Regions from separate parts of the Mus musculus genome. Here all the other regions are linked to region 5. A link is a contact called in public Hi-C, HiChIP or PLAC-seq and promoter capture Hi-C data. All regions are on one chromosome and are shown on one strand. Each heading gives the region's core, a stretch centred on a gene start, on an enhancer-like site or on the middle of the called end of the contact. The rest is flanking DNA. Distances are from core to core; before and after follow the strand shown. Region 1 overlaps Igdcc3 (immunoglobulin superfamily, DCC subclass, member 3). Region 2 overlaps Igdcc4 (immunoglobulin superfamily, DCC subclass, member 4). Region 3 holds the start of Clpx (caseinolytic mitochondrial matrix peptidase chaperone subunit). Region 4 holds the start of Parp16 (poly (ADP-ribose) polymerase family, member 16). Region 5 holds the start of Dis3l (DIS3 like exosome 3'-5' exoribonuclease). Region 6 holds the start of Igdcc3 (immunoglobulin superfamily, DCC subclass, member 3). Region 7 holds the start of 2300009A05Rik (RIKEN cDNA 2300009A05 gene).

Region 1 (3,752 bases), core at 1,140-3,639, 840 kb after region 5:
AAGGCTCAGCCTCATCCTTTCAAGCTGCTGAGCTGCCATGGAGTCCAGAGCAGGACTGCGGATTGAGGGAGCCTGAGAGGGAAGGAACACTGGGGCCATGAGGAGGGCTGTCTAGGCATGCCAGGGAGCCCAGAGCAGAAACAGCCAGCAACAAGCTCCGGGGGTGCCTGCTGCTGGTGGGGGGGCACTCCTTCTGGGAGGGAGAAAACCACTGTCCCAATTGATGGAGTGCCAGAGGGGAGTGGCTGCAGCCTGGACAGATGGTGTACCGCCTTCCTGCACTTGAAGCAAAGTGGATTTTAATGAAATCTCAGTCCCAACGCTGAAGCTGGGAACTCACACAGGAGGGGCTCTCCCCCACCCCCCCAGGTCTGCAGTGTGGGCCCGAGCCAGGGTGGGAACAGGGTGGGAAGAACACTTAACCAGCTGGGGGTACAAGGGGGCACCATAGCCCCCTCTGCAGATCAGAGTTTAAGTGTGAGTCTGATTCCCCCCTCCCAAGGTGGGGAGGGGGGCCTTGAATATTTATGACACATTGAAATGTAGATTGGAAGGTTTGATAGTCTTCTGAGAGGGCCTGTCACCTTGCATGGATACACTACCCTCTTGGGGCGCTTGTGGAAACTGCAGAAACTGTACGGGCAAGGAAGGAAAGAAAGGGTAAAAGGCCACTTGCCAAGGAGAGTCTGGCAGAACTACTATTGATGACCCTACTAGGTAATGGTGGATAAACCAGCATGCTCTCTGGGCCTCGGTTTCCACTTCTGTAGAATGGGACTCATACTGCTCAGGTCACAGCAGATAAACATATACCAGCCAACGTGGGAACAGTGCCTGCCTGTGTCTAGGTGGCCTCCATGAGTGAGGTTTGAGAGAGCCTTCCCTCCTATGGGACCTCCCACAGCCTGCACATACCCTGTTAGAGCTTCTTCTTCCTGGAGTTGGTCTGCCAGGCTTGTCAGCCCTACAGCCAAGGGAAGCCATGAATTCAGTCTGATACAATGTTGTAAATGTATTTAAAACATTATGGGTTTTTTCGTTGCGTTTTTGGCCTCCTTTTGGTAAGTCCTATCTATCTCACTTAGGAGCTTTGTAGTGACCACGTCTTATCTCAGTGTCTTCTATCCAGGTATCTTAATGATTATGTCACCTCGGGTTGGAGTGTGCCCACGCGTGATGGGGAGGGCTGAAGGAAGAGCTGCTATGTCCCCTAAGCTACTGTCCTGCCTCAAGAAGACACTGCTCCTCAGAGGGTGACCCCTCAGTTCTCTCCATCTGCACCTCCACTTTATCCATCTCCCCTTTTCTGTCTCCCCAGCTATGTCCGACTTCCACGTACACCCCCAGGCCGTCACGGGTGAGGAGGGTGGTGTGGCCCGCTTCCAGTGCCAAATCCATGGGCTTCCCAAGCCCCTGATCACATGGGAGAAGAACAGAGTTCCCATTGACACGGACGATGAGAGGTGAGCCTCTTGTGGGAAGGACAGGGGATAACTGGGAAGCTGACTTGGGATAGACTACAGGCTGGGACAGTGCTATTATGTAAGCTGCAGTCAGAATCATGGGTCCGAGTGGCTTACTAGGCCCAGATTCTAGGCTCATGAGATTGTGTAAGAGTATTGTGTGTGTTGTTATCAAGACTAGGAGGGTATGTTCTCCTGGGAGGGTCTCAGTAATCATCTGTGATCACAGCAATAAGGTTGGGTTAGTGCCCATGTCTCCATTTATATCCCCATGGCTTGAGGTTGCAACAGCTGTGCTGATAGTCAACAATGCCCTCCCCTCACAGGTACACACTACTGCCCAAGGGAGTCCTGCAGATAACAGGACTTCGGGCTGAGGACAGCGGCATCTTCCACTGTGTGGCCTCAAACATTGCTAGTGTGCGGGTCAGCCACGGGGCCAGGCTCACTGTGTCAGGTGAGCTCCTTTGGCCTGCCAGGTTCTCTCAGCCACCCCAGTTGGTCTACTCCCAGACACACCTAGTTCCCCAGTGAGACCACGTGTATACAGAGGTCCTTTGAGCATAAGCCCACAAGCCAAAGGCGCCTGAGACTGGTTGCCAGTCCGCTCTTTCTGGGAAGCATGTCTTCCCTGAGCTCTCCCAAGTCTAGAGGTCTGGCTGGGAGAGGAAGGACGATTGTCAGGACCCGCAGGTTCCCCAACATCTCTCTCCTTGTTTTTCAGGACTTGGTTGGGGGTTGGTGCGTACCCTGGGTCATGATGGGGCGGGCTGGCGAGAGTGAGGGAGTGAAAAAGCTTCCAACTGAAATAAGGAAATGTGGGTTTCTCCTCCCAGGCTCGGGCTCAGGGACCTACAAGGAGCCCACCATTCTTGTGGGGCCTGAGAACCTCACCCTGACAGTGCACCAGACTGCGGTGCTGGAGTGTGTCGCCACGGGCAACCCGCGCCCCATTGTGTCCTGGAGCCGCTTGGGTGAGCCTTATCCATAGTCCCTGCTCTCTGGCCAGCCTGCCCCCCGAGAGGGCTGGTCTCACGGTCTCATCACCCAGCTCTGGGGGGCTTTACATTGTATTTGTTTTCAGCAAGGGTCAATCCGATCCCCTCCCTGTGGCCTGGGGAGGGGTTGAGTTTCTCTGGAGGTCAGCCTGCTGCTACATTCTCTCTCTCCCTGCGGGGCTGGCTTAGTTCCCTGGGTTACCGAGTACAAGCTGTCCTGTCTCTCTAGCCCCTAGAACTCTCGGCAGCACCCAGTGCCTCCCGCCCCACCCTCTGTGCCTGGTCACACCCCCGCTATGCAATCCTCAGCCTTCAAAATCTCAGCAAGCAACCCACTCTGGCTCTGCCCTGGCCCGTCCCCCCTCCCCTCCTGCCGCGCTTGCCTGCTCCCAAGTCTGCCCAGCCGGAATCCCCAGGCAGCTGAAGAAAGCAGTGAAAGGGTGCAGATGGGCCACTAGTCTGAGCCGAAAGGTCACTGGGGGAAGGAGCCTCTAGAGGGGGTGGGGTGGGGTCACATTCACAGGGAGACTGTGCCGCACTAGCAGCTGAGTGATGGGGGAAGGAGGGGCCGTGTGGGATAATGGAGTAGATTTCACCACTTCAGGGCCTGAATGGGGAGCTGTCTCCTTGTGTTCTGGCTGTGCTAATCTGATCCCTGGGGTGGGGGGAGGGCCTGGGTCCCAGGGAGAGGCTGGAAAGAGCAGGCTACCATCCGGAGCCACTAGGCACTTCAGGGGCCATCTGCTCCCTCGTTTCCCAAGCTATGGCCTAGCAGGAGAGAAAAAATGGCTCAGGGGTCTAATTCGTGTGGGGAACAAAGTTAACCAAGGCCCTTCCTCCCAGAGCCTTTATATTCCTGGGCATGTCTCAGCATCCTAGATAGAACAGATATCAAGCCGCAGAATTTAACAACGGCTGATCAAATTCAGATCCTCTGTGGAATTTAAGGTAGTGATTCTCAACCTTCCTGATGTTGTGACGCTTCAATGCTGTTCCTCATGTTGTGGTGACCCCCCAATTATAAAATTATTTCGTTGCTACTTCATAACTGTAGTTTTGCTACTATTAGGAACCATGGTGTAAATATCCATGTTTTCTAGAGGTCTTGGGCAACTCCTGTGACAAGGTTGTTAGACTCCCAAAAGGGTCACAACCCATAGGTTGAGAACTGGGCTAGAAGGTCTGTAATCCCAGCACCTAGGAGTCTAGGATCTAGGAGAAGGATCTCACCCCAGGCTATGCAGTGAGATGCTGTCTAAAACCCAAAGCAAACAACAGCAAAACCAGCTAG
Region 2 (3,802 bases), core at 116-2,615, 780 kb after region 5:
CCAGGCTGGCCTCGAACTCAGAAATCCGCCTGCTTCTACCTCCTGAGTGCTGGGATTAAAGTTGTGCGCCACCAGGCCCGGCTTAACAGCCCACCTTTTGCTTGTAGAACTCTGAGGTACTTTGGAAAGGCATCTGCCTGACTCACACAACAACTTATAGACAGTCTTAGAACTAGAGCTGGGTGCTGAGTCTAAGGCAGATGCCATGGGAGCTGGATTTGGGCGGGGAAATATGGGGGAGGTATGGTCTACCCAGTAACTTGTGGGGTTTCACTTGTGTCGGAGAGCATTCTTCTGGCTCCAAGAGAAAGAACTCCAAGGCCTACGCCAGCTCTGCTTGACAGTTGCTTTCCCCTTCTGACAGAAAGAACCATGACGCCCCAGGCCCCCTGCTTTGGGCATTCAGAAGCAGTAATTGGCAAGCTAACCCTGTCCTATCTTCACTACAGGGTCTTTGGAGGCTACCAGGGGGCAGGATGTGGTCATTGTGGCAGCCCCAGAGAACACCACGGTAGTGTCTGGACAGAGTGTAGTGATGGAGTGCGTGGCCTCTGCTGACCCCACCCCTTTTGTGTCCTGGGTCCGACAGGGTGAGTGCTGAGGAAAGAGGAGGAGGAGACTGGGGAAGTGGGCAAGATGGTACAGTATTTCACAGGCTCCAAGTCAGGAGCTTCTGCCTAAAGATAGAAGGAGAGAATTGACTCCTTAGAGTTGTCCTTTGACTTCCATAGCACATGCAAGCAAGCTCACATGTACACACATTCATGCAGTAATAAAGTCTAAAGAAGGTTGTATTAAAGCCCAGTGGTGGTGGCACACATCCTTAATCCCAGCACTGGGGAGGCAGAGGCAGGCGGGGCTCTGAGTTTGAGGCCAGCCTGGTCTACAGAGCAAGTTCAGGGTAACCAGGGCTACTCAGAGGAAACCCTACTTTGGAAAATTCTGGGGGTGGGAGGAGAGAGAGACACAGAGAGACAGAGAGAGCGAGGGACAGAGAGACAGAGACAGGCAGACACACACACACACACACACACACACACACACACACACAGAGAGAGAGAGAGAGAGAGAGAGAGAGAGAGAGAGAGAGAGAGAGAGATTGTATTAAATATCTGCTCCGCCCACCAGAGACCATTTAGCCATCGTTTACCCACCTCCCTTCTGCTTTTCCACCTAGGGATCAGAGTAAGAAGGAACTGGGATTCAAACCAGCGGCTGTGATGCAGCTTTGCAGGGATGTAGTGGGAACCTCGTAGTTGGAGAGGGTGTAGAGGGACAGTTCCAGCGTCCCCCTCCAGCCTGCTCCTTCTCTGTCACCAGATGGAAAGCCTATCTCCACGGATGTCATCGTTCTGGGCCGGACCAATCTACTCATCGCCAGCGCGCAGCCTCGGCACTCTGGAGTCTATGTCTGCCGAGCCAACAAGCCCCGCACGCGTGATTTCGCCACTGCGGCTGCTGAGCTCCGAGTGCTTGGTAAGGAAGGGCTGGTGCTGGGGGACGTTAAGGATGGGTGTGTGTTAGAGGGAGAAGGGGCGGTCCTAGAAGACTAAATGTGAGGGGGACCACATGGGAGGAGTCTGAATTTTCTGATTGGTGGTGATTGTTGGAGGACTGGATTCCGTAGCTGGGGGGGGGGGGGGAGGGAATGGGGCGATTTGAGACGGGGGGTGGGGGGGCGGATTTAAAGCCTGGTTTGGGTCATGAGGAGTGAGAGTGCAGGCGAGCAGGAGTGGGGTGAGGTTATGGAAGGAGATAGTGGAATGGTCTAGGGGGGTGTGTGAAGCCCAGAATCTGTACGTGGTAGCACTCAGAAAACTGTGGCAGGAGCGTGAGTTCGATACCAGCCCTAGCTACAGAGTTGAGACCAGCTACAGAGTGAAAAGTCTATCTCAAAAACAAAATTATTAAACAATGACAATGTCTTAGGCTATTAAGTCCCTATGAGTGTGTGCAGGCCATGGTGAGTGTATTGCGGTCACAGACTGAGTTGAGACAAGGTTTCTTGTTCACTTCATACTCCAGGCTAGCTGGCCCGGGGAATTCTGGGGAATCTCCTGTCTCTGTCTCCTAGGAATGCTGGGATTAATCAGTTGGGGTGATGCTGAGGCGGGCAGATCAGAAATTCAAGGCCAACCTGGGCTATAAAAGAGCTTTCTCAATACAACAGAAAACTGGGGGACCAGGCTTGCTGAAAGCTGGAGTAACTGCTGGGTATAAGAAGCCACGGGGAGGAGAAAGTGAAGTTACAGCCTAGAGCTCAAAAGCTGGAAATCTGCTGGGCTTGGGAGAAAGGAGGACTAGCCCAGGAGGGGTCGAGTCTAGTGGACCAGAGCTGGGCCCGTATGACTAGGGGAGAGGACCTCAGGGTGAGGCTTGGGCGCGGTGTTGGGACACTTGGAGAGGGGTAGGCCCTCTTGTCAGAGTCTCCCTTCTGCCCCTCAGCTGCCCCAGCCATCTCGCAGGCGCCCGAGGCGCTCTCGCGGACGCGGGCCAGCACCGCGCGCTTCGTGTGCCGGGCGTCCGGGGAGCCACGGCCCGCGCTGCACTGGCTGCACGACGGGATCCCGTTGCGACCCAATGGGCGCGTCAAGGTGCAGGGCGGTGGCGGCAGCTTGGTCATCACTCAGATCGGCCTTCAGGACGCTGGCTACTACCAGTGCGTAGCAGAAAACAGCGCGGGAACTGCCTGTGCCGCTGCGCCCCTGGCGGTAGTGGTGCGCGAGGGGCTGCCCAGCGCCCCGACTCGGGTCACAGCCACGCCGCTGAGCAGCTCCTCTGTGCTGGTGGCCTGGGAGCGGCCTGAGTTGCACAGCGAGCAAATCATTGGCTTCTCTCTTCACTACCAAAAGGCAAGGGGTATGTCTACTCTTGACCGCGGGAATCCCAGTTAGGGCAAGTATGGGATGGATAATTAAAGATGAGAGGAAGGGATGGGGAGCAATACTGCTGGGAAGTGATCTAGTATTAGAGAATGGAGTGTACACGCACTCCTTGACGGAGAGAATGCTTCTCTTTCCAGGGTTAAAGGAGCCATCTTCCACCCCCAGCTAACTAACTGCAGGACGGGCTCCTTCAATTAGCACGGGGAGCTTCCTGGCCTATTATGGAATCAATGCAATAAGTAGACTAGATGGCAGAGGCATTTCTATCCTTCACCCTAGATTGTCTGTAACAATTTAGCTATACATAGACCAGTAGGATCCCCAGACAGTCTCCAGCTAGTCAGACATGGAGTGGGCTGTGACAGTCCCTTTGTCCCCCCCGTGCTACCACCTCAGGAGTGGACAATGTGGAGTACCAGTTTGCAGTAAACAATGACACCACAGAGCTGCAGGTTCGGGACCTGGAACCCAACACGGATTATGAGTTCTACGTGGTGGCCTACTCCCAGCTGGGGGCCAGCCGAACCTCCAGCCCAGCCCTGGTGCATACACTGGACGATGGTAGGACCTCTGAACCTGCAGTGACCTGGGACCCAGAGACACTCCCACTCAGGGACAGTGTGGCCCAAGGCCCTCTTCCCTGCCTTGTGATGTCTGTTGTGCCCTATAAAGCAGTGGGCAGAGGTTCTTCTTCCCAGTGTAAAATGGGGAAACTGGGGCTCAGAAAATGAAAATGACTTGCCAAGCTCAGCAGGGCAGCTGGGACTTGAGCCCAGCTCTGAGCCCCCATACCATGCAGCCCTTCTTCCTAACATACATTTACTACCCAGCCATTGGATATGAAAGCTTCTGGCCCACACTGTCCACTAGCCTTGGGATAGAAAGGATGTCTCCGCATCCTCCAGCGTAGGGCTCCC
Region 3 (3,906 bases), core at 1,278-3,777, 950 kb after region 5:
TGAACTGAAGTCCTCTTGCTTGTGTAGTATGAGGATTAATGTTAATTATCACCTTGACAGAATCTACAAATACTGGGAGACAGCCCATGAAAGCAAAAATTTAACACTACCAACAGGTCTCTACCCACACAATGAGACCAGGCAAATCCTGGTTTGTTTTAAAGACTTAAGTGGTTTTTCCAGTGAGCCCTTCCTTTTCAGTAAGTGTACTAAAGGGCTATGATTCATGGACTATCTCACTGGGCTTATGAAAATGTAATCATACGGTAGAAATGTTGACAATTCAGGGCCTGCTAGCACAAGTGGGTAAAAAAAAAGTAATATAAATTATTGACCTATATGCTTTTTCTGGACTCAACTCAGTCCTAATATGTGGGCACAATCTTTGCTATTGTTTGGGTCACTGATTCAGCAGAAGCCAGGAGAATAACTTTTTTAGTAATTACAACGATGATGAGTGTTAGTTAATACTTTCATATCAAAAGGAGGAGGTAGTAGTGCTGAAGAGATGGCTGCTCTTCAGAGGATCTGGGCTCTTTCCCAGTACCCACATACAGGGCTGCTCACAACTATCTAGTTCCAAAGGATTTGACAGCATCTTCTGGCCTCCTTGGACACTCTATGCACATGGTGCACATACAATGTAGGCAAAACACCCATATACATGATTTTTTTTTTTTTTTGAGGCAGGGTTTCTCCATGCAGCCTTGGCTGTCCTGAAGCTTGAGCTGTAGATCAGGCTGAGCTTGAACTCAGAAATCCACCTGACTCTTTAATCCCAAGTGCTGGGATTAAAGGCATGTACCACCATCACCTGGCTTTGCTGCTTGTCTTTTTAAAAAATATTTTTAGAACTGGAGATATGACTCAGCATTTAAGAGCACGTTGCTCTTGCAGAGGTACCAGGTTCCCATCACCCACATGGTGATTCACAGCCATGATTAACCCTAGGTCCAGGGGATTCAACAGGCACACTTGTGATGCACTCACATTCATGCAGGCAAAATGTTCCTATGCATGAAGCAAAGATTTTTAAAAAATGTGTGTGAAGCCGGGAGTGGTGGAACACGCCTTTAATCCCAGCACTTGGGAGGCAGAGGCAGGCGGATTTCTGAGTTCGAGGCCAGCCTGGTCTACAGAGTGAGTTCTAGGACAGCCAGGGCTACACAGAGAAACCCTGTCTCGAAAAAACAAAAACAAAAAAACCCATAACTTCTCTTTTTGGGCGGGAGAAGCCAGAGACAGCCCTCTTGGTTTGCTCACAGCATCCATGGAGGGAGAGCTTCTGAGAGAGTCTAAGAACACAGTTGGAAAGCAACATACTGAGAGGACTTGAGTCTCTCCTCACAACTGTATTCCTGGATGCAGCTGAAGAAGGAGTGGGTCTTAGTGAAGAAAGACAAGAATTCTCTTTCATCTCTGAAACTTTACCATGAGGTGTTACCACGAGTCAGCTCTCTAAGAAAGAACCCTGTAGTAGTATGAACCACCTGGAATTCCCCTTCTGTGAGCTAGACCCGGGGAACTGGAAGTCACTTTTCTGGCTGGAGATTGACGCTGGTTAATGTAAGTGAACTGGTGTTGATCCTGGCTTAATTCTCTTTCCTCACAGTTTCTGTCTAAAGGTTCCAGCAGGGTGTGGTACAACTCGGTAGTCTCATCTAGAGGTGGGAGCACAGGCATCAGATGTTCAGAGCCATTTTCAGCTACAGAACAAGTTCCAGGCCACCTAGCAATTTGGCGGCTAGAGTTGATGATATATATATAATTACTCTGGCATAAATTCCAAACCAAACCCAAATAAAACCCATATGGTGTTAGAGGCAGTACTCTTAAATTCGAGGTCAGCCTGGTCTACAGAGGGAGTTCTTGGACAGCCAAGGTTACACAGACAAACCCTCGCTCAGAAAACCAAAACAAAAATCCACACAGGCAACTAGCCCCGACTGAAAACTTTATCATCACAAAGCTTGAAAGAGCAAGGAAAGCTAGCTCTATCCAGCTTGTTGCTCGGAGTGGGAGTGGGATTAGGAGACCATTTCCATGCTGCAAATGAAACGAAACAGCGAACATAAAGGAAGCCAGGATATAGAGTCCATGAAGGAAGGAACTTGCCGAAGTGCAAGCGCCTGGTAGTTACTGTCTGTTTATAATTATTATGTGGGATTATGGTCTTTACCACTGAATTACATTCTTAGTTTTCGGATCACTTAAAAAAGATCCTCACCTTTTTGCGCTTTTATTTCCCCTGCTCCTAAGAAGCGTAGGGTCAACTCCCGACACGGCGCGTGTCTCTTTGGGTCTAAAACTTTTTAACATCCGAATAAAGAGACTTCCCGAGAAATTAGGCGACCGCAAAATTTTGGGTTCGCCGCTTGCCGTAGCGCGCTCATTGGTGCCCAGGTTACCGCCCCATTCTCTGGAATCACGTTAGTCTCCACGCATGCGCAGCGTAAACTCACGCCTCCTCCTGGGTCTAGGACGCAAGCGCGCGCACGCTCCCCGGCCGGGGTGGGCGGGGAATGGGGGAGAGTAGGGAGGGAGGGGAGGAGGGGAGGAGCCTACTCCGGTGAGTAGAAGGCGGTGGGACGCTGGGATCGTCCAGGCCTGGCTGCCTGGTGGGGAAAACGCTGCGCCAGCATAGAACCGACGGAAGGGAGCGGAGCCAGTCAGCGGAACACTCGCGCGACACGATCGGGTCGCTGAGCCCCCTCGATCCTCAGGGCGCGAAGCCCTGGCCTAGGCCCCGCGGAGATGTCCAGTTGCGGCGCTTGTACCTGCGGCGCTGCGGCCGCCCGGCTTCTCACCACTTCGCTCACCTCCGCGCAGAGAGGTAACGAAGTAGTCCCGAGCCGGTGCCCGCTCTGGGCTCTCGGCGAGTGAACCTGTGGGGATCCCGGGGGGAGAGGAGGGCTTGAAGGCTGCGAGGCGCTACGAGCCTCTGGAGTACCTGGCTGTCGGATTGGAAGGAAACCCGGTGGGCTATCGCTGGCCTGTGAGCTCTCGGGCCTTCGGAGTTTGGGGGCTGGAATGAGGCCATCTCGCCTCAACTCAGGGAGAACAACCGAGTGCGACGCAACACTCGTTAAAAGTGTCCCCCGTGCAGCCCTTCTTGGGGCCTGTCACTTTTGGGGAGTCTGTGCCCGGTTGTCGGGCTAGTCGCCTGGACCGGCAGCGCAAGGGTGTCACTGACATTGTGCGGTCTCGGGGACGACAAGACGTAAACACAGCTCGCTGGCCTTCCAGATATTTGGGAAACTTGGGGTCCCAAGATATTTGGGAAACTTGGGGTCCCAAGAAAGCAGCGGGGAGGTGGGGCGAAAACGACCGCTGGAATTCCTGAAATACTTAAATTTAGCAACAGTCATTCGCCCGCTTCCCCAGCTTGACAGCTGGGATCAGCCTCTAAGAGTGGAGTGGCTCTTGTTTACTTTGCTTCTCTATTCATCAGGACCTGTGACAGAGTGCACACCTGCCAAGAGATTCCGGGAATGAAACCCGTTTTTCTTTCCCACAAGTCTATGCATATCAGATTGTAAGGCTAGGTCTTGTTAGGCTCTGAACTTACAGATGTCTTTTCATGACGATCCTTGGATCAATAAAAGCAGTTTTCCTTTTTTTTTTTTTTTTGACTAATTCTAAAATCATCATTGTCTACTAACTGTATAATTGGCAGTTTATAATACACATGAAATGGAGTAACATAGGCGGAAGCATTTAGTATTGACACGTAAGTGTAAGATTTAGTCTTAAAACATTGCCACACCTCAAGTAGGTGTCCCAGTTCCAGAGGTTTGATTTGTAAACACTGGAAAGAAACATAATTTTAATGTATTGTTTGACCTACATTCGTTGAGGGCTTAAGGTATTACAGTTTGGTACTAGGGGTATTAAATTCATCATGTT
Region 4 (4,000 bases), core at 453-2,952, 870 kb after region 5:
GGTTGCTGGGAGTTGAACTCAGGACCTCTGGAAGAAGAGTCAGTGGGTTTTTTTTTTTTGTTTTTGTTTTTGTTTTTTAAACGGTATTTTTTTTTAATTAGGTATTTTCCTCATTTATGAGTCAGTGTTCTTAACCACTGAGCCATCATCTCTCCATCTCATTAATATTCTTTAAAAGTACATTTATTATACTTATGTGGCAGGAGAGGTGGTGAGAAGGTTTTCTCAGAGTGAGGGTCATGCGATATGCCTCAGACATGCAGCAGGTACCTTAGGGTTCCAGATGCTCCATGGGGCCCTAGGGGCCCCAGGACTTGGGGTGCTGGAGGGGTTTTATTTGAGGTCATAGGCTCTCAGACATTTTGGTGATTCCAAATCAGCCCAGGCCTTACAACAACCATTACCATTTGGACTCCTGGGGGTGGTTTGCATCATTGTTTGGCCTGGGAAGCTCTCTAGGGTCTGAGAATATAGTTCTGCCTGTCTTCCCTCCCGAAGTCTGAGGAGCACAGGGCCAGGTCCCATTCGGATGCCCAAGAAGGGGGTGATTTCTCAGAGAGCAGAGCCAGTGTGTGTGTATGTTTATTTATCTAATTAATGGTTGTTTTTGTTTTTGTTTTTGTAAAGTTTTGTTTTGGGGTTTGTTTTTGTTTTTTTTGAGACAGGGTTTCTCTGTGTAGCCCTTGCTGTCCTGGGATTTGATCTGTAGACCAGGCTGGACTTGAACTCAGAGATATGCCTGCCTTTGCTTCTGGTGTGCTGGGACTAAAGGCGTGAGCCACCACCTCTCAGCACGTGTGGGGTCTTTAAAGGGGACTTTTAGTCTAACAATTCAGCACTGGTCTTAGATTTCTATGTGACCAGAAGGCCAAGTGCTTTTTTTCTAGTGAGGTCTTGAAGAAGAAGAGGTAAAGGGAATCTGTTCTTACATTTTTTATTTTATTTTATTTATTTATTTTGGTTTTTCAAGACAGGGTTTCTCTGTATAGTCCTGGCTGTCCTGGAACTCACTTTGTAGACCAGGCTGGCCTCGAACTCAGAAATCCTCCTGCCTTTATTTTAATTTTTTAATGTATTTATTTTATGTATGTGAGTACACTGTAGCTGTACAGATGGTTGTGAGCCTTCATGTGGCTGTTGGGAATTGAATTTTTATTTAGGACCACTGCTTGCTCTGGTCAACCCTGCTCGCTCAGTCCCTGCTTGTTCCGGCCCAAAGATTTATTTATTATACATAAGTGCACTGTAGCTGTCTTCAAACGAATTAGAAGAGGGAGTCAGATCTCATTACCAGTGGTTGTGAACCACCATGTGGTTGCTGGGATTTGAACTCAGGACATTCAGAAGAGCAGTCAGTGCTCTTACCCGCTGAGCCATCTCACCAGCCCTACATTTATTTATTTTGTGTATACGTTCACATGTGGGCACACTTGAGCCTTGGTGCAGGTGTGGAAGTCATAGGACAAATTGCTAGAGTCACTTAGCTCCTAACATATGGGATCCTGGGATAGAACTCAGGTCGTGAGGACGGACAGCAAGTGCCTTTACTCGACCAGTTGCTGAGTCATCTTGGGGTCCGGTCTTTTCCCTTCGGCAGGGTTAGGTCATTGTTCTCCCAGTGCCTGTTTTCCCGACTTCCTGTTAGAGGCCTTCGAAGGAGGAGGATCCTGGGAAATCTGAGGTCAGACATTTGAGCAATTCAGAGAATTGCGGAGGCTGTAAGGTAGAGAGGAAGGTCTTTGGGTCGGCTACAGTGTCTTGAGAAAGTATTGTGTCACTCCGACCTTCAGTTTTCCCTGGGTATCAAGTGGCTTCTTGTGTGCAACGTGTCAGCTCCAGAGGAAACCGATTTATTCAACAGGTGGCAATTCCCAAGGTGAGCGAGGCTGGCTCAACCCGTGGAGCCAGGACAAAGACAATTCCCCGGGGCGGGTCCCGGGGCGGTTTCCACTTGGGGCGGTGGCGAGGATGACTAGCAGCCGCATTGGGCACCTTTGCCCAGCACCCGGGGCAGCTGGGATCCTCCGGGACCTGTGGGCGGGCGCGAGCTGAGCAAGGGCGCGGGAAGGGGCGGGCCTGGGCCGGGTGGGCGGAGCGGCGTGAGAGCGGCGGGCGGGGAGGTAGGCGGTGGCTGCTGGCAGTGTGGGGCGGCCAGGACTGATCGGCCGGGTCCCCGGGGTACTACCCACGCCGGGTGCAATAGCGACAACTCCATACCGGGGACTCCGGGACTGGCGGGACCCGAGAGGCGACTCTCCCAGATCCCGTGTTTCCCCGCACTGAGCGACCGTGCCCAGTGTCCTGCAGAGGACGCTCGCCGGCGCGTTCTCACCAATGTCAATTTGTCACCCCTTTGCCTAGCTCCACCCCCCGGGCTGGAAAACCTGGCAGCAGACGGTCTACGGTCCCCCGGGCCCAGGCCCCGCGCTGCCCCTCCTTGTCTCCTCCCGGCCACGCGCTACGAGCCCGGGATGCAGCTCTCCAACAGGGCAGCAGCCAGGGAGGCAGCGAGCCGCGACGTGCTGGCTGCGGACCTCCGCTGCAGCCTCTTCGCCTCGGCGCTGCAGAGCTACAAGCGGGACTCGGTGCTGCGGCCCTTCCCCGCCTCCTACGCCCGCCACGACTGTAAGGACTTCGAGGCCCTGGTGAGTCCGTCCTGATCCACCGTTGCTCGCTGCATCCTGGGCCAAGTGGCCCTGTGGAACGGCAGGCAGGAGCAGCTCCACCCGTGTTAGAAAACACGCCAATTCCCTGGACTTCCCACCCAGCCTGGCCTTGGGGAAGGTTCCCATCAGCAAGAACACTCCTAAACACCCTCGTGCAGACACACTGCCAGGTCATTCGGTGGCTGCTTCCTTTTGTCAGTGACTTAATCCCAGGAGTGATGGAATAGCTACATAGTCCTCCACAAAACGCTCTAGTGTGGCCCTAAAGGGGCGTTGATCTGAACCAGCTGTTCTGCCTAGATAAGAAGTTGTCCCTCCCTCTGCAACTAGTTAGACTTTGCCCTTCAGATGAAGTTACATATTAACAGTACTTATATAAACTGCCACGCAGTGCACATAGGCGTTGTTACTTTCTGATGATTTATAATTCGGAGTGCTGGGATGGATTACAGGTTTCAGCACTTCGCATGACCCATACATAAATCATATAATTTCTTTAAGAGTTAGGGTATTCCAGATGTCAGTTATCATTGTAATCCAAATATTTGGAATTATCTGGAAAGATATAGCTTGCCAAAATTGACTCAGTGAAGAAAATAGAAAGTCTCCAGTAGTGGTGGTGTACACCCACAATCTCAGCTCTCAGAAGGATGAGGCCGGAGCACAAATTTGAGGCTAGCCTGGGCTATAAAAAGAAACAAGCAAACAAACCTTTGCGCCTACCTGCGTCAGTGGCAAGTTCTATTTCAAATACAGGAGTAATACATGATTACAGTTTCATAGAAATTCTTCCAAAATACTGAAAATGTAGTTAGATATGGTGGTAGACAAACATCTGTAATCCCAGCCCCTGGAAGGTGGAATCATTCAATTAATAGTTCAAGGTCAGCCTCAGCAATAAATCGAGTTTCTGTACAGCCTGGATTACATAAAACTATCTTGAGCAAAACAAGAAAGCAGGAAAGAAAAAGAGTTTGGAATATCCTTGGTATTAAATCTGATAAAGATAATACAAGGAAAGGAAATTATTGAGCAATTCCATCCCCGAGTATAAATGCAAAAATCCAGGGCTTGGGTGATGGCTCAGAAGTTATGAGCACTGGCTGCCCTTCCAGAGGACACAGGTTCAATTCCTGGCACAAACATGGTGGTTCACAACCATCTAAATCCAGTTCCGGTCTCTTCTGAACTCTGCCAGCACCAGGAATGCACATGGTACACAGGCATATATCCGGGCAAAACACCCATTTGCATTAAAAATGTATTGTTTTAAAAAATACAAAACTCACCACAAAATACTAGGACCCCCAACACAACCTGTAATACAAGGTAAT
Region 5 (4,127 bases), core at 641-3,140:
TGACAAAATAATGAATTCCTCCTCTTTCCCTCTAACAAGGGACCTTTTCTAAAGGGGGCAGGGGAACCGGTACTGAAAATAAATAAATAAATAAATAATGCAAAACAGATACCTCCGGCCTCTCTGGTGCTGCACAGCTTGACAGGCCGTTTGCATGAAAATAACTCCCTTCAACTCCGGGAACTCCAGAACCTCGAGGTAATCCTGGACAACTTTCCAGTCTGGGATCACGTAATGAGTGACTTCGGCAGCCAGGAGCTTCCCATCTGAAACATAATTCAGAGTGGAAGCCATTAGGTAACATTTTCAAACCTGGTTTATGACTATTTCAATGTCACAGTGCTCCCGGTGTGCAAAATAACTTCTCATCTTAATTTCACCTTGAAGTTTTTAAAAGACAAGACAAATCTACTTTGGTGGAGGCTCAAAGTTCAGCTCCATTGCTCCCCCTCCCCTCAGCTGTGATTAAATACAAGCCCAACATGGTTTATGTTGTAGCCAGCACTTCTTCGAAAGAATGATATTTTAAAAACAAGTACGTCCCTGGAAGAAACTAAATTTCTACTAAGCCATCACAGACATGCATGAGCACTGACTGCGTTGGCTACTTACATATCCATTATATCTCTATCTACATATACACACGTGTATATATATGTAAGGGCAAGAGTGCACATGTGTGTGTGTGTTGACCCCTTGTAAGCATCTAACAATTCCAAGGCTATTCGGTCTGAAGCTTCCTAACACGGCTACACGGTTCTAGGGTTGAGGAGAACGTCCTAAAAAGGATGCGCTGTTCAATCAATGGGCTTCCACTCAACTGACACCTTGGTCAAGCTGTGACCTCAATCATGTATTCTGAAAAGACCCCCTCACGCTCATCTCCCACTAGGGGTAACAAACAGCTGGAGGGTCTGCGTACTGGCAGGAGCAGAGCAGGCAATGTCAAATGTCCAGCCAGCGTAATACGCTCAGGAGTAAGGTGCCAATAGCATTTTCGGGCAGAAAGGAGGAGGTGCCTACGCCCTTAGGTCCCCCTGGAAAAACCGAAGCATCCGGTGCCTGCAGGCTCTTCCACTTAGCCCGGCTATTGTAGCAGGCAGGTCCGGAGAGGAGCGCCCCTGAGGCTGCAGAGGCCGGTCCTGCCTGTGCCGGCCACTGGGAGGGAAGACTGGACGCACCGGGGACGCTCCAGGGCCGCTCCCGGCTGCCCCAGTACCGCCGAGCCCAGACGGTTATGCTCGCTCCGGCTGCCTACAGTCCGCGAGGGTCTGGCTCCGCCCTTGATGCCAGCGCTAAGCCGCCCTCGCTGCTCAGCTTCCCGCTCTCCTCTCTCCTTGGGTCCCGCTTCCTTCACTAGGGCCCCGCCGCCATCGCGACGCCAGGCCGGGATTCCCTTTGCTCTTTGGGCCTCTGCCACCCTCGCTCCTCAGGCCTCAGGTCCCTTCGCTCGCGCCCGGCAGCCTTCGCTACGTCAGGCCCCGGCCTCCCTCGTTCCTTTGGTCCTGGCTTCCCTCGTTCTCCGAGTCCCGGCTTCTCTCGCTCTCCGAGCCCCGGCTTCCCTCTCCGGCTCCGGCCTCCCTCGCTCTTCCCGCCCGGGCCTTCCCGGTCCACCCCGGCTCTGACCGTTGCGGCAGGCGGCAGGCTGCGGGCACAGCGGGCTGTTGCAAGGCACGCTGGGCCGCAGGTAGTGTTCACGCACGATCCGCAGCGTCCGACCCTGGAAGGTCCTCAGCAGCAGCACCTTCTCCCGCTTCTGCAGCATGCTGGCGGCGTCGCCCGGCACTGTGGCCGGGAAGCGGCGGGCGGCGGGCGGCAGGCGGCAGGCTCAGGCGAGACCGAGGCCTGAGGCCCGCCCCTCGGGCCTGGTCGGGCAGGCAGCAGCGTTCACGTTCCCGCTACCGCTACCGGGAGCGACCTAGCCAGGGCTGAGAATCCTCCGGGCCCAGTCCTACTCGCGCCTTTTATTCCTCTCTGTGCCTTAGTTGTCCCCGGGCGGGAAAAGTGTAGATAAACTTCACCCGAAGAATCCTCGGGTGTGAAGGTAGGATGTGGCAGGTAGTCTAAGAGTCGAGTGTAAAAGGATTATTATTTTTATTTTTATTATTATTTTTTTTACTTTGTTTCTACCCACAGGCCCGTGTGCGAAGGGCTGCCATAGCAACAGAGGTAATGCCGGGCAGTGATGGCTCATGCCTTTAATCCCAGCACTTGGGAGGCAGAGGCAGGTGGATTTCTGAGTTCAAGGCCAGCCCGGTCTACAGAGTGAGTTCTAGGACAGCCAGGGCTACACAGAGAAACCCTGTCTCGAAAAACCAAAACAAAAAACAAACAAAAAACAAAACAAAAACCAGAGGTAATAACTGTAGAGTTTTCTCGTCCTTGTTTTTGCAGTATCTGAAAGAATTGAAAAGCTCAGCAAAAAAGCTGGTAACCCTGCTGGCCAAACCGGTTTTCCTCTTCAAAAATATGCTTATTTTAAATTTTAATACACGTAAACATTCAAACACTACAGATAAAATGAAAACCAGTCCTTCTGGGGTAAACACTCTACAACTTTTATAGCGCTGGCAGCCTCGGGCAAAGGACTTCTTAGAGCCGCTATTGACATGATCTCTAAGTACTGTGCTTGTAGTGTTTGACAAAAAGGACGGTATCTTGGGAGACCACACACCCTGGATTCTCCAAGCACTGAGCCCACTGGAGCAAGAGTATCATTTAGCTTCCTTAAATCAAAGGAGTGGGTGTTTATTTGTATCATTTTATAGGCTGTGAGGCTGCATTAAGGGAGCTTAAGTGCCCAAGGATACCTAGTTATTATGTTTCAGAACCAATCTTGAAGCTAGAAACTGCTCAACTTCAAAGCAGGTTAAGCATCATCTAGTCACTGGTGAATAAAAGAGAGAGCGCCTGCACCAAAGGAATTTACTGCTTGGCAACCTTTGGTTAATGTGGCTGGCCCAGTTGGCTGGAAACACCTGGTTCTTCCAACGCAGCTGAAATAAACCAGGACCAGTCTCTCATTTCACCCTAAGGGAATGCTAAAGGGTCATGGTCTCCTCCTCCTCCTCATATCTCTGTGTCAAATCACTTGGTGAAACTCAAGGTAGACTTGCACAAACAGGAAAATAATGTAGAGCTGGCAAACAGGCACCAGACAGTGCAAGGAGAGTCCCTAAAGCTCTCCACAGTGAAAGAGGCTCTCCCTGTCTAATACAGGAGTCAGTTCCAGAGAGACCAGAGGACAGTGAGTAGCCAAAATTGTTCTCTACATAAAAAATGCCTTAGATAACTGTCCACCAATCCCTCCCCAGCTCCCTTCCTATCTTTTTTAAGCCACTGATGCTATGGATTGGAAGAACGACTTTGATTAGGTACTAATCTGCCCTTAATATCTCTCCTCAGCACTTTGTAGCTAGAAATTGTCTGCAAATGAACCACCCTTTAAGGAATAGAGCATAGCTAGAGTTTTATTGAGAGTTGATTTTTATCAGTATTTAAAATAAGGCTGTAGCTTAGTTGGTACTTAGCCTCTCTTCCCCTCACACCCTCTCCTTTCTCTCTCTGCCTTTTTGAGACAGGATCAGGACATGTAGCTGAAGCTAGCCATGAGCTCTTACTTACCCCCCCCCCCCCAAGTGCTGGGATTCTCATGCACCCAGGCCTGGCTTTATCCATTATGTTGAGGACCATGATTCCTTAGTTCTTAGAAATGATGATGACCTATTGTAATAAGCCAGGCCCTTTTGCTTGGTTGGGTGGGTGGTTTGTCTTGTTTGCCATCTGAGACCTCTGGACCAAAAAAGTGCCTATCAGGCAGAATAAACTAATTTATGTTACAGAAATATAAAACTTAAAAAAATTTTCGCTGGGCAGTGGTGGCTCACACCTTTGATCTTAGCACTTGGGAGGCAGAGGCAGGCAGATTTCTGAATTCGAGGCCAGCCTGGTCTACAGAGTGAGTTCCAGGACAGCCAGGGCTACACAGAGAAACCCTGTCTTGAAAAAAAAAATCAGTTTCTTCACTAGTGAGATGTCTCAGCAGATAAGGGTACCTGCTGTACAACACAGATTGACTTTACATAAAATGTAATACATTAATTAGCTGGGCAGTGGTGGCACACACC
Region 6 (3,848 bases), core at 810-3,309, 800 kb after region 5:
GTTGTGATAAAGAAGAATTAAACACTTGTCAAGATGAATTTAAAATGACAGCAATTCAGGACACCAATTTGACCTCTCTGGAGTCCAGAACATGCCAATAAGGGGTGGTTGATAATTCAAGGCCTGCAGGAGGGCATTCCAGGACTTTAGGCCGCAAGGAGGCCCCTTCTTCAGTACTACCTTCCCTGTTGTCTGTAGAGGCCTCACTCTGGCCCTTCCTCAATGAGTCCTTTTGTGGCAATGGCAGACTGGGGTCTCTGCTCTGCTCACAGAATTGCAGGCTATCTTCTCAGGCTCATATTAATGTAGATCTGCCCATGGACAGACATCTGATTACTAGAGGCCTAAAGGTTTTCTGTTTTGTTATTTATTTATCTATTTATTTACTTATTTGTGTGTGTGGGGGTTCAAGACATTGTTTCTCTGTGTGTAGCCCTAGTTGTCCTGGAACTAGCTCTATAGACCAGGCTGGCCTCATATTCACAATGATCCTCTGCCTCTGCCTCCTGAGTGCTGGGATTAAAGGTGTATGCCACCTCTGCTTGGCTTTTTGTTTTGTTTTGGTTGTGTTGTTTTAGACAGGGTCTCACTACGTAGTCTTGGCTGCCCTAAAACTCTATATGTAGATCAGGATGGCCTTGAACTCACAGAGATCCACCCGCCTCTGCTTCCCAAGTGCTGGGATTAATGATGTGTGCCATTATCCTGGACTCCTCTGAAAGTTTTTTAAATTAGATTTAAATTAGAGAATTGCAGAACATTTTATCTATTTACTCTGTGTGAGTGTGTGTGTGTGTGTGTGTGTGTGTGTGTGTGTGTGTGTGTCTATGTGTGTATGTTTGTACATGTGCCATGGTGCAAGTGTGGCTCGCTGTCAGAGAATAATTTCCTATGGGTGTCATTTTCTTTTTCAACCATGTAGGTTCCAGGGATGCTGGTGAGTCAGGCTTGGCTGCAGGTTCCTTTCCCTGCTGAACCAAGCCTTCTTTACTTACCTGCATGAAAGCATGGTGCCAAATACTTGTACTCCTCGAACTTGGAAGGTGGAGACAGGAGGATTAAACAATCCAAGATCACCCACTACTACAAAGTGGATTCAAGGCCACCCTGGGCTAGGAGAGGTGAGAAGCCATTACACTCTTGCCTCCAAATGCTGCCAGAGACAGACACTGCTACCAGGGTTAAGTGGGTGCTCTGTAATTTTGATGGACTCCCCCATCAAGTTGGACCCCAACATATGTCTGCATACAGTAGTAAAAAGACAAGACTCAACATCAACTTGGACAGCACATATATGTCTCTCTGAAGAGCTGTCTTCCCATATGTGAGACATCAGATACGATAGCAAAGAGAAGTTGCTGGCGACTGTACCTTCCAGTGTGCTGACCCAGCTACAGGTCATTTACCTGGACCCTTGCTCTTAAAGATCCGCAAAGTTGAGGGAATATAGTGTTGTCTTCAGGTTTCAGACCAACTCAGTGAGAATGACTGGGCTGGACAGCAGGCAGAACTGGGAGGGATCTCGGGTTTCTATGGGGCTCTTATGTTAGGGGTGCTCTTCTCACCTACGGGAGTGCCCTAACTTAGCCTTGAGAAGCCAGTCTTGAAGCTACACAACTCATCCCTTGAATAGGACAAGGAACCTAGAGGATACCGAATGTCTAACAACTTTGAGCAGTTTTAAGGGAATTGTCTTTAAAAACACAGAGTTGGGTATAGTGGAAGAGACACCGCTGAGAAAGTGGGGGGACGCAAACACCTCAGTTTTGCGTGTTTTTCCGCAGCTGGGACCCTCTCTCACAGTCTTCACGTTCCCAGATCCTCAAGTCCGGACGGACCACGAGGAGCGGATACCTTACTGCAGTCCGGGTCGGCGCGGCAGCTCCCGCTGCAGTTCAAAGCGCAGGGGGCGCGTCCGCTGCGCAGCCGGGAATGTCCGGCCGCTTAAAGCGCTCGCCGGCTCTTTTGTTCCCCAGACCCGGCCTCCAGGGAGAGGGGGCTGGGGGAGGGGAGGAGAGGGGGGCGGCGGGCAGAGGAGGAGGGCGGTGCGGGCGCGGGCGGAGTGCGGAGCGCGCACCCCGGGCGCGGCTGACAGATCGCCGCGGTGGGTGCAAGATGGCGCAAGCGGCGCTCTCCGTGATACCCGATCCCCGCTAAGGCCGGCATGCGGCCCCAGCCTCCCGCCGCCCGGGCTCGGCCCCGGCCCGAGCCCCGGCCCCGGCTCCGGCGCCGGCCCCGCGGGACGCTGTGAGCCCGTGAGACCCCAACCACCCCCCTGAGTAGCGCCGTGCGTCGCCGAGCCCAGCGGACCGAGAGACCGATGGCTGAGCCGCGCACCGCGTCCCCGCGCCGCCTGCCCGCGCTGCGCCGGCCCGGGTTTCTGCCGCCGTTGCTGCCGCCGCCGCCGCCGCCGCTGCTGTTGCTGCTGCTGCTGTTGCCGCTGCCTGCGCCAAGCCTGGGTGAGCCTCAGGACCCAGGCGAGAGGGGCGGACCCCGGGACACTGCGGGAACCTGCGCTAGGAGCGCGTGCTGGAGGGACCTGGCGGGACAGCGCGCTGCGGGCACGGGGAAACCCACTCCGGCAGGGCTGCCGGTAGTTTGAAGGACTGCAGGGGTTCGGCGGGAGAACCCCGGGAGAGGGCCGGGGCTCGGTTTTCTACGCCTTCGGGGCTCAGGATAGGTTCAGGGCAGGATGCCGATTCTGGGCAGAGGAACTGGGAGCGGAGCAAAGCGGGAGTTGGGAAGGCAAGCTGGCAGTGCGGAGTGGAGGAAACAAGCCCGAGGAGAAAGAGCGGAGGAGTCCCAACAGAGGAAGGCGAGCCCGGGTGCACAGAGCTCGGCTGGGGACCCTGAGTAGCCCGAGGCGAACGAAGCCGGAAGCGACAGATCGGGGTCGGGGTCCGGGACTCTACTGCACTGGGCTGAGAAGGCATCCCCCAGGGTTTAGAGCTGGGACTGGGTTCGGGGGTATCCGACGAACAGGAAGGAAAGATTCCTGGTGGACTGAGTGGGCGATCCTGCCAAGGGCTGGGAGAGCTGGAGGAAAGGGTCGCCCAGGGCAAGCGCCTACCAGCGGTGCTGCCCAGGGCCCCGCCCTTCCCCGAGGGAGCTCTCTAGGAGTCCCTGCCCTGGGTTCTCCCGGCTACCCGTCGCTTCCTCCCGGGCTGTAAAAGATTCATCTCAGCAAAGAAGGATGTGGATCTAAGCCCTCCGCTGTCTCAAGTCCTTCGCAGACACACATTTGGATTATTCTTTCCTTCCCTTCCTTCCTAAAAAGCAAAATATTGCATCTGCACCCGAGAGAAACTTTATCCCCGATAGCTATAGCGGGGTTGGATTGGGGGAAGAGGCGGCTCAGACTTAGGATATGTGAAGGATGTAAAGGATTTGAACGACTGTGATCCTCAAGTGTCTTAAACTGTCCTTATGCTACAGAGAAGGCAATGCCTAGACCCTCCACCCCACTAGGTCTCACCCAGCAGGGAGGGGCTTGAGTCTGCGAGGGAGGAGCCGGGTCCAGGGTCACTAGTTCCCTGGAAATGTGTGGTGGGGGCTCGGTGCCCGCCCCTTTAGACCAAGAGGGCTTGTTTCTCTTGGAGTGAAGGCATAACTGATCTGGTAAAGTACTTGCTGGAGAGACTTGCTGTCACCTCTGGGATATGAGAGCCTATTCCTTCTGCCTGGACCCTGATTCACTCATCCCTCCCACACTCACCTCCCGCTCTTTTTTATCCTGAGGTTACCCAGGAGTGAAGATTCTAGGTACACAAGTGTTTTCTGCTAAATCTGGGAAATGTAAATTGATGTTTACCATTCCCCAACTCTCCTTATAACAAAGGCCAAAGAAA
Region 7 (3,987 bases), core at 1,171-3,670, 940 kb before region 5:
ACTGAACAGTAGGTAAACTACTGTTGAATTAAGAACTTAAAACAATTGGAACTTTATAGTAAGGCTCCGATAACCCAGCCATTCCAGTGGTGAGTTGCTTTCCTTAAATCGTAATCTATTTCCCAGCAGGATACTCAGGCTGATAAACCATCAGGAAAATGTCAGCTCCACTGAAGGGAAGGTGGAGGAGAAAGGGAACAAATGAGTCAACAGAAATCCTTAGTATTCACAAAATGGAAAATTAATTATTCTGATTACTACTCATTTACAAAGGAAGACAAGGAATAAAATCCTTTGTATTCTTATTCCCAGCCAGGGACTTGATCCAGATGGGCAAACTGTACCCTCGCCAGCTAGGATCCTCTTACTTAATTCATATTTCTCTTACTTCAGACAAAAAATAAAAACCAAAATTACTAAATTGGTTTTTAGTAAAGTCCAGAAAAGGGTTTCAGAGTAAGCCAAGTTGTAGCACAGCATACAGGAACACTTTCTCTGCTATACTTACAGACTTTCTAAAAGCCCACTGTTAAATCACTATTTTATATTAAAAAACAAAGAAAGAACCAACAACAAAAAACCCTACATCTGTTGTATTTCTGAAAAGGTTTTACTTTTCTGTGTGGGAAGTGTTTTTTTTTTTTCTTCTTTTGATGTCTTAATGACCTACAGCTAAAAGATAAACCCTTAGTCATGACAGGTATCTTTAAGGAAATGTTTATTTTAACCTGTGACATTTTATATAAGGGATTCAGCCTATATAGTTTACCTATGGCTTGACCTGCTAGGGTTTCTTTTATTATTAATTTTATTTTTTTACAGTCTAGCTGTTGCCCTCCTCCTGGTCCCCCTCCCACAGTTCCTCATCCCATTTCTCCTCCTGGCCTACTAGTTTTCCTAACCTATATCTCAGTATTTGGAAAAGAATGACTCCTGCCAATTCTGAAAATAATAAAATAAACTCATTTCACAAATCTAATTTGTTAGCATTTTGGCTTTTCCCATAGTTTCATACCAACCTCAGGATTAGTTGACATACACTGTATAGAGTGGATCAAACAAGTTATGAGACACATTGGTGTATAATCTCCTTCCTGGATTTTCCAGGGGGACAATGGCTCAAAAATCCCGTAAGTGCTATTTGAGTTATTATAAGCAGAAATGCCCATGCTTTATTAAATTGAATGAACTACCAGACTATATGTAACACTAGTACGGCTACACAGAGTTTAGTGTTAATTTTGGATTGAAAAAAAAAAAAAAACTATTTGGAGGGGGAGGGTGAAGGGGATAGGGGATTTTCGGAGGGGAAACTAGGAAAGGGGATAACATTTGAAATGTAAATAAAGAAAATAATCTAATAAAAAAGTTAATAAATCCCTAGACAGCAATATTTAAAAAAAAACTATTTGGATTATACTGGTTCTGCTTCCTTGTATAGAGTTTGAGTGACTGACATCTAAGTTAATATTTTTTTTAGCAGCTATTAATAGGTCCGAAACATCTTGAGGACTTGAATTTTTCCCTAATCTATAAAATGCTGTCACATCTACAATCCGTGATATTGACTCTTCTGCCATTAGACCACAGAACACACACATCTAGCAGGAGGACCGTCAGAATTAGATTATCTTCAGGAATATAGATACTAAAGGATCTTAAAAGACAGCATCTTTTAAGTCTAGCACCTGAGAAAATATGATGTCTGGAGAGAACCTACTGCTTTTAGCAAAACACAATTGCTGAGATTTCACAGAAAGACAAAGAAACTTTAAAAGTCCGTCCAGTTTTTTGTCCTCCAAAGGCTCTTGGTGATGAGCGCGGGAATGACTCTTGCTAAGCAACTTCGGAGCCACTGTCGGGACTCACTCCTCGCTGCCCTGGGCAGGGTTCTCCCGGGTGGACAGTGGCAGGGCACGACCTCAGGGGTGCTGCAAGCAGCCCACCGGGGATGCGAAGGGCCGGCCCTGGAGAGCGAGCAGCGTGCTTGTGGGCCAGCGGCCGCCCTGGGATGGAGGAGTGCCTGGGTCAGACGAGGGCGCCGCCACTCACCCAGGTTGATGACCTTGAGCGCGGTGAAGAAGCGGTCCTGCGGGGCCAGGTCCTGCCAGGGCGCCTTGGAGCAGTGGTACTTGATGAAGGGGAAGCAGCCGGTGCGCAGGACGTGGTAGTTGGCGCCCAGCACCGGCCAATTGAAGTGCGACAGGCCGAACTGGTCGTTGTGGACCGCACTGTAGGGCACGCAGAAGGAAGTCCAGTGCGGCAGCCGCCGCTGCAGCAGGTGCTGCGTCAGCACCTCCGAGGCGCGGGGCTTCGGGCGGGAGGCGGCGCCCGAGGCCCAGGGCCGGCACAGCAGCAGCCGCAGCGTAGCCTCGTGGGCCCTCCGCAGGGCCTCCATGGCCGGGGCACGCCGGGGAGCCGGCCCTGGGCCCCTGGGGCCGGGCCTCTGGGGGCGGGGTCAGGCGAGTGTGCGCATGCGTGTTCCCCTCACCACCCTAGGCCAGGGCGGGGGACACCCAGCGGGCAGCGCGCGGGTGAGAGCGCCTTGAGGTGCGGCGCGTGCGCACAGGACGGGACGGGAGGGCGGAGCGACTGCGCAGATCAGGAAAATTGTCACCTCTGGCCTCAGGTAACCTCGGAGCAGGGAGACAATGTTAAAACAATCCTCCACAGCGACAAACCCGGTCTGGCTGTCAGGCGCTGGGCTCCAGGGAAATCCTCAGGGATGCTGAGGTGCTTGAGGTGTGCACAGGAAAGTGAGCTGACACCAAGGCCTGGCCTTTGCCCGGGCTGGACGCTTGGTGACCTCAGACTGCACGTATGTGCAGATGTCCTCACAGTCGTGTTCACTGTCCAGACTGAATCCTACCTAGATAGTGCAAGATAGGGTCCCAAGCCAGATGTGGCGCTTGCCTGGAATCACAGCCCTGAAAAGGCTGAGATGTGAGGATGGGGAGGTGGAGGCCAGCCTGGGCTACATAGAAGAGCAAGTCTCAACTGCCTCCCTGTCCCCGCACCACCACCCCCAAAACCCGAAAAGCAGTCCTATGTTTTCTCATTTAGTGCCCTAAAGCTCAGAAAAACTTCCCTCCTGAGAACACAGTAAATACTAGGACCGGAATTGGCAGTCACCAACCTTTAACAATCTCAGTTACCCATGAAAGTGTAAGGGAAGCATTTCTCAGACTTTCTGCTAGCATACAACCTCATGTCTAAAGTATCATTACTCTTATATGTCCTCAATTTTTGTGGGGAGAATGAGTAAATAGGATGAGGTTTCTGGAAAGTACCATATGCAAATGAAGTAATTCTCTGTGTTGGAACTATATAACAATTATTTGCTGAAAATTCAAGAAGGATGTAGAATAGTGTGATGTTTAAAGAAGATTTGTTTATTTTGTGTATACAAGTGCTCCATTTTCATGCACACCAGAAGAGGAAATCAGATCCCATTACAGATGGTTGTGAGTCACCATGTGGTAGCTGGGAATTGAACTCAGGTCCTCTGGAAGGGCAGCCAATGCTCTTAACCACTGAGCCATCTCTCCAGCAACATTTTTGTTTTTATAGTCACCAGTTTTGGGTTAGTCAACATTGAGTTCATTCCACAAATATGTTAAATATTTAGGGGGGTTTTGCAGTCATGCAAATAGTTTGAACTTTATAAGATTCTCTATTAGATATCGATTTTTAAAGAAAGATTAGGTGAAGTCATGATATATTTGATATGCAGAATAGCTAGGAGGACTATTGAAGGGAGGTAGGGAGCTGCAGCAGAACTGTCATTTTCAAAGTAAAGTTTTAAAAGCAATGGAGCCCTTTTTCAGACAAAATCTGTCACAGAATTCTAACATATAAAGAAAATTATAAACACAATGTGTTTATTTCTAAACATTTATAAAATTAATTTTTTAATAGTAGTTTCATAGGTAAAGTGGCACCACAACAGAATCACAGCTAGTTTGTTGCCTTGGTTTTGCTGTTCTT

The links. Promoter capture Hi-C pulls out the DNA fragments that hold promoters and counts their contacts. Hi-C and Micro-C count contacts between places; a contact is called where the count stands out from the background. HiChIP or PLAC-seq counts read pairs in DNA pulled down with a chosen protein or histone mark.
Region 1: a contact with region 5 is called in a Hi-C map of embryonic stem cells, with 2.3 times the contacts expected there. The contact joins the enhancer-like site here to the promoter of Dis3l in region 5. A contact is called at or near these places in 2 of 39 promoter capture datasets (erythroid cells and stem cell-derived epiblast-like cells), 2 of 484 Hi-C or Micro-C datasets (both in embryonic stem cells), 3 of 115 datasets of contacts at active chromatin or transcription factors (embryonic stem cells, extraembryonic endoderm stem cells and large pre-B cells) and 2 of 9 other capture datasets (embryonic stem cells and liver).
Region 2: a promoter capture Hi-C map of hippocampal neurons shows a contact between it and region 5, with 5 times the contacts expected there. The contact joins the enhancer-like site here to the promoter of Dis3l in region 5. A contact is called at or near these places in 4 of 39 promoter capture datasets (HPC-7-derived erythroid cells, embryonic stem cells, hippocampal neurons and 1 more), 2 of 15 datasets of contacts at CTCF or cohesin (embryonic stem cells and large pre-B cells), 1 of 115 datasets of contacts at active chromatin or transcription factors (large pre-B cells) and 1 of 9 other capture datasets (adipose tissue).
Region 3: a contact with region 5 is called in a promoter capture Hi-C map of erythroid cells, with 18 times the contacts expected there. The contact joins the promoter of Clpx here to the promoter of Dis3l in region 5. A contact is called at or near these places in 3 of 39 promoter capture datasets (erythroid cells, hippocampal neurons and pre-B cells), 5 of 115 datasets of contacts at active chromatin or transcription factors (bone marrow-derived macrophages, embryonic midbrain, large pre-B cells and 2 more) and 1 of 9 other capture datasets (liver).
Region 4: a contact with region 5 is called in a promoter capture Hi-C map of liver, with 2.8 times the contacts expected there. The contact joins the promoter of Parp16 here to the promoter of Dis3l in region 5. A contact is called at or near these places in 7 of 39 promoter capture datasets (the HPC-7 cell line, cranial neural crest, erythroid cells and 4 more) and 1 of 9 other capture datasets (macrophages).
Region 6: a contact with region 5 is called in a FOXA1 HiChIP or PLAC-seq map of pancreatic cancer cells. The contact joins the promoter of Igdcc3 here to the promoter of Dis3l in region 5. A contact is called at or near these places in 7 of 39 promoter capture datasets (3T3-L1-derived adipocytes, the C10 cell line, the HPC-7 cell line and 4 more), 1 of 15 datasets of contacts at CTCF or cohesin (large pre-B cells), 1 of 484 Hi-C or Micro-C datasets (embryonic stem cells) and 4 of 115 datasets of contacts at active chromatin or transcription factors (embryonic stem cells, large pre-B cells, pancreatic cancer cells and 1 more).
Region 7: a contact with region 5 is called in an H3K4me3 HiChIP or PLAC-seq map of bone marrow-derived macrophages, with 5 times the contacts expected there. The contact joins the promoter of 2300009A05Rik here to the promoter of Dis3l in region 5. A contact is called at or near these places in 4 of 39 promoter capture datasets (erythroid cells, hematopoietic stem and progenitor cells and liver), 1 of 115 datasets of contacts at active chromatin or transcription factors (bone marrow-derived macrophages) and 1 of 9 other capture datasets (adipose tissue).

The regions. Positions count from the first base shown.
Region 1 is chr9:65,176,077-65,179,828 of GRCm38.p6, forward strand. Igdcc3 (immunoglobulin superfamily, DCC subclass, member 3) reads left to right here. Exons shown (of 14, transcript NM_001357257.1): 3 at 1,319-1,463; 4 at 1,790-1,920; 5 at 2,300-2,437. Among named protein-coding and RNA genes, the nearest start is that of Gm40527, 15 kb to the right of the region's middle. Within about 2 kb of position 2,390, at least 94 of the 459 cell types and tissues checked have an H3K27ac peak or open chromatin away from gene starts, as enhancers often do. A contact at or near this core is called in embryonic stem cells, where this site is marked.
Region 2 is chr9:65,121,331-65,125,132 of GRCm38.p6, forward strand. It overlaps Igdcc4 (immunoglobulin superfamily, DCC subclass, member 4), which reads left to right. Exons shown (of 20, transcript NM_020043.3): 5 at 450-590; 6 at 1,321-1,476; 7 at 2,446-2,859; 8 at 3,282-3,446. Among named protein-coding and RNA genes, the nearest start is that of Igdcc3, 18 kb to the right of the region's middle. Within about 2 kb of position 1,366, at least 21 of the 459 cell types and tissues checked have an H3K27ac peak or open chromatin away from gene starts, as enhancers often do. A contact at or near this core is called in hippocampal neurons, where this site is marked.
Region 3 is chr9:65,291,733-65,295,638 of GRCm38.p6, forward strand. It overlaps Clpx (caseinolytic mitochondrial matrix peptidase chaperone subunit), which reads left to right and starts at 2,528. Exons shown (of 14, transcript NM_011802.3): 1 at 2,528-2,833. The coding sequence starts at 2,755. It also overlaps the pseudogene Gm16218.
Region 4 is chr9:65,212,988-65,216,987 of GRCm38.p6, forward strand. Parp16 (poly (ADP-ribose) polymerase family, member 16) reads left to right here and starts at 1,703. Exons shown (of 7, transcript NM_177460.4): 1 at 1,703-1,876; 2 at 2,362-2,645. The coding sequence starts at 2,472.
Region 5 is chr9:64,339,367-64,343,493 of GRCm38.p6, forward strand. It overlaps Dis3l (DIS3 like exosome 3'-5' exoribonuclease), which reads right to left and starts at 1,891. Exons shown (of 17, transcript NM_001001295.2): 1 at 1,627-1,891; 2 at 113-266. The coding sequence starts at 1,765.
Region 6 is chr9:65,139,095-65,142,942 of GRCm38.p6, forward strand. It overlaps Igdcc3 (immunoglobulin superfamily, DCC subclass, member 3), which reads left to right and starts at 2,060. Exons shown (of 14, transcript NM_001357257.1): 1 at 2,060-2,459. The coding sequence starts at 2,321.
Region 7 is chr9:63,396,824-63,400,810 of GRCm38.p6, forward strand. It overlaps 2300009A05Rik (RIKEN cDNA 2300009A05 gene), which reads right to left and starts at 2,421. Exons shown (of 2, transcript NM_027090.1): 1 at 2,053-2,421. The coding sequence starts at 2,398. Gm16759 (a long non-coding RNA gene) reads left to right here and starts at 2,494. Exons shown (of 5, transcript XR_003948339.1): 1 at 2,494-2,629.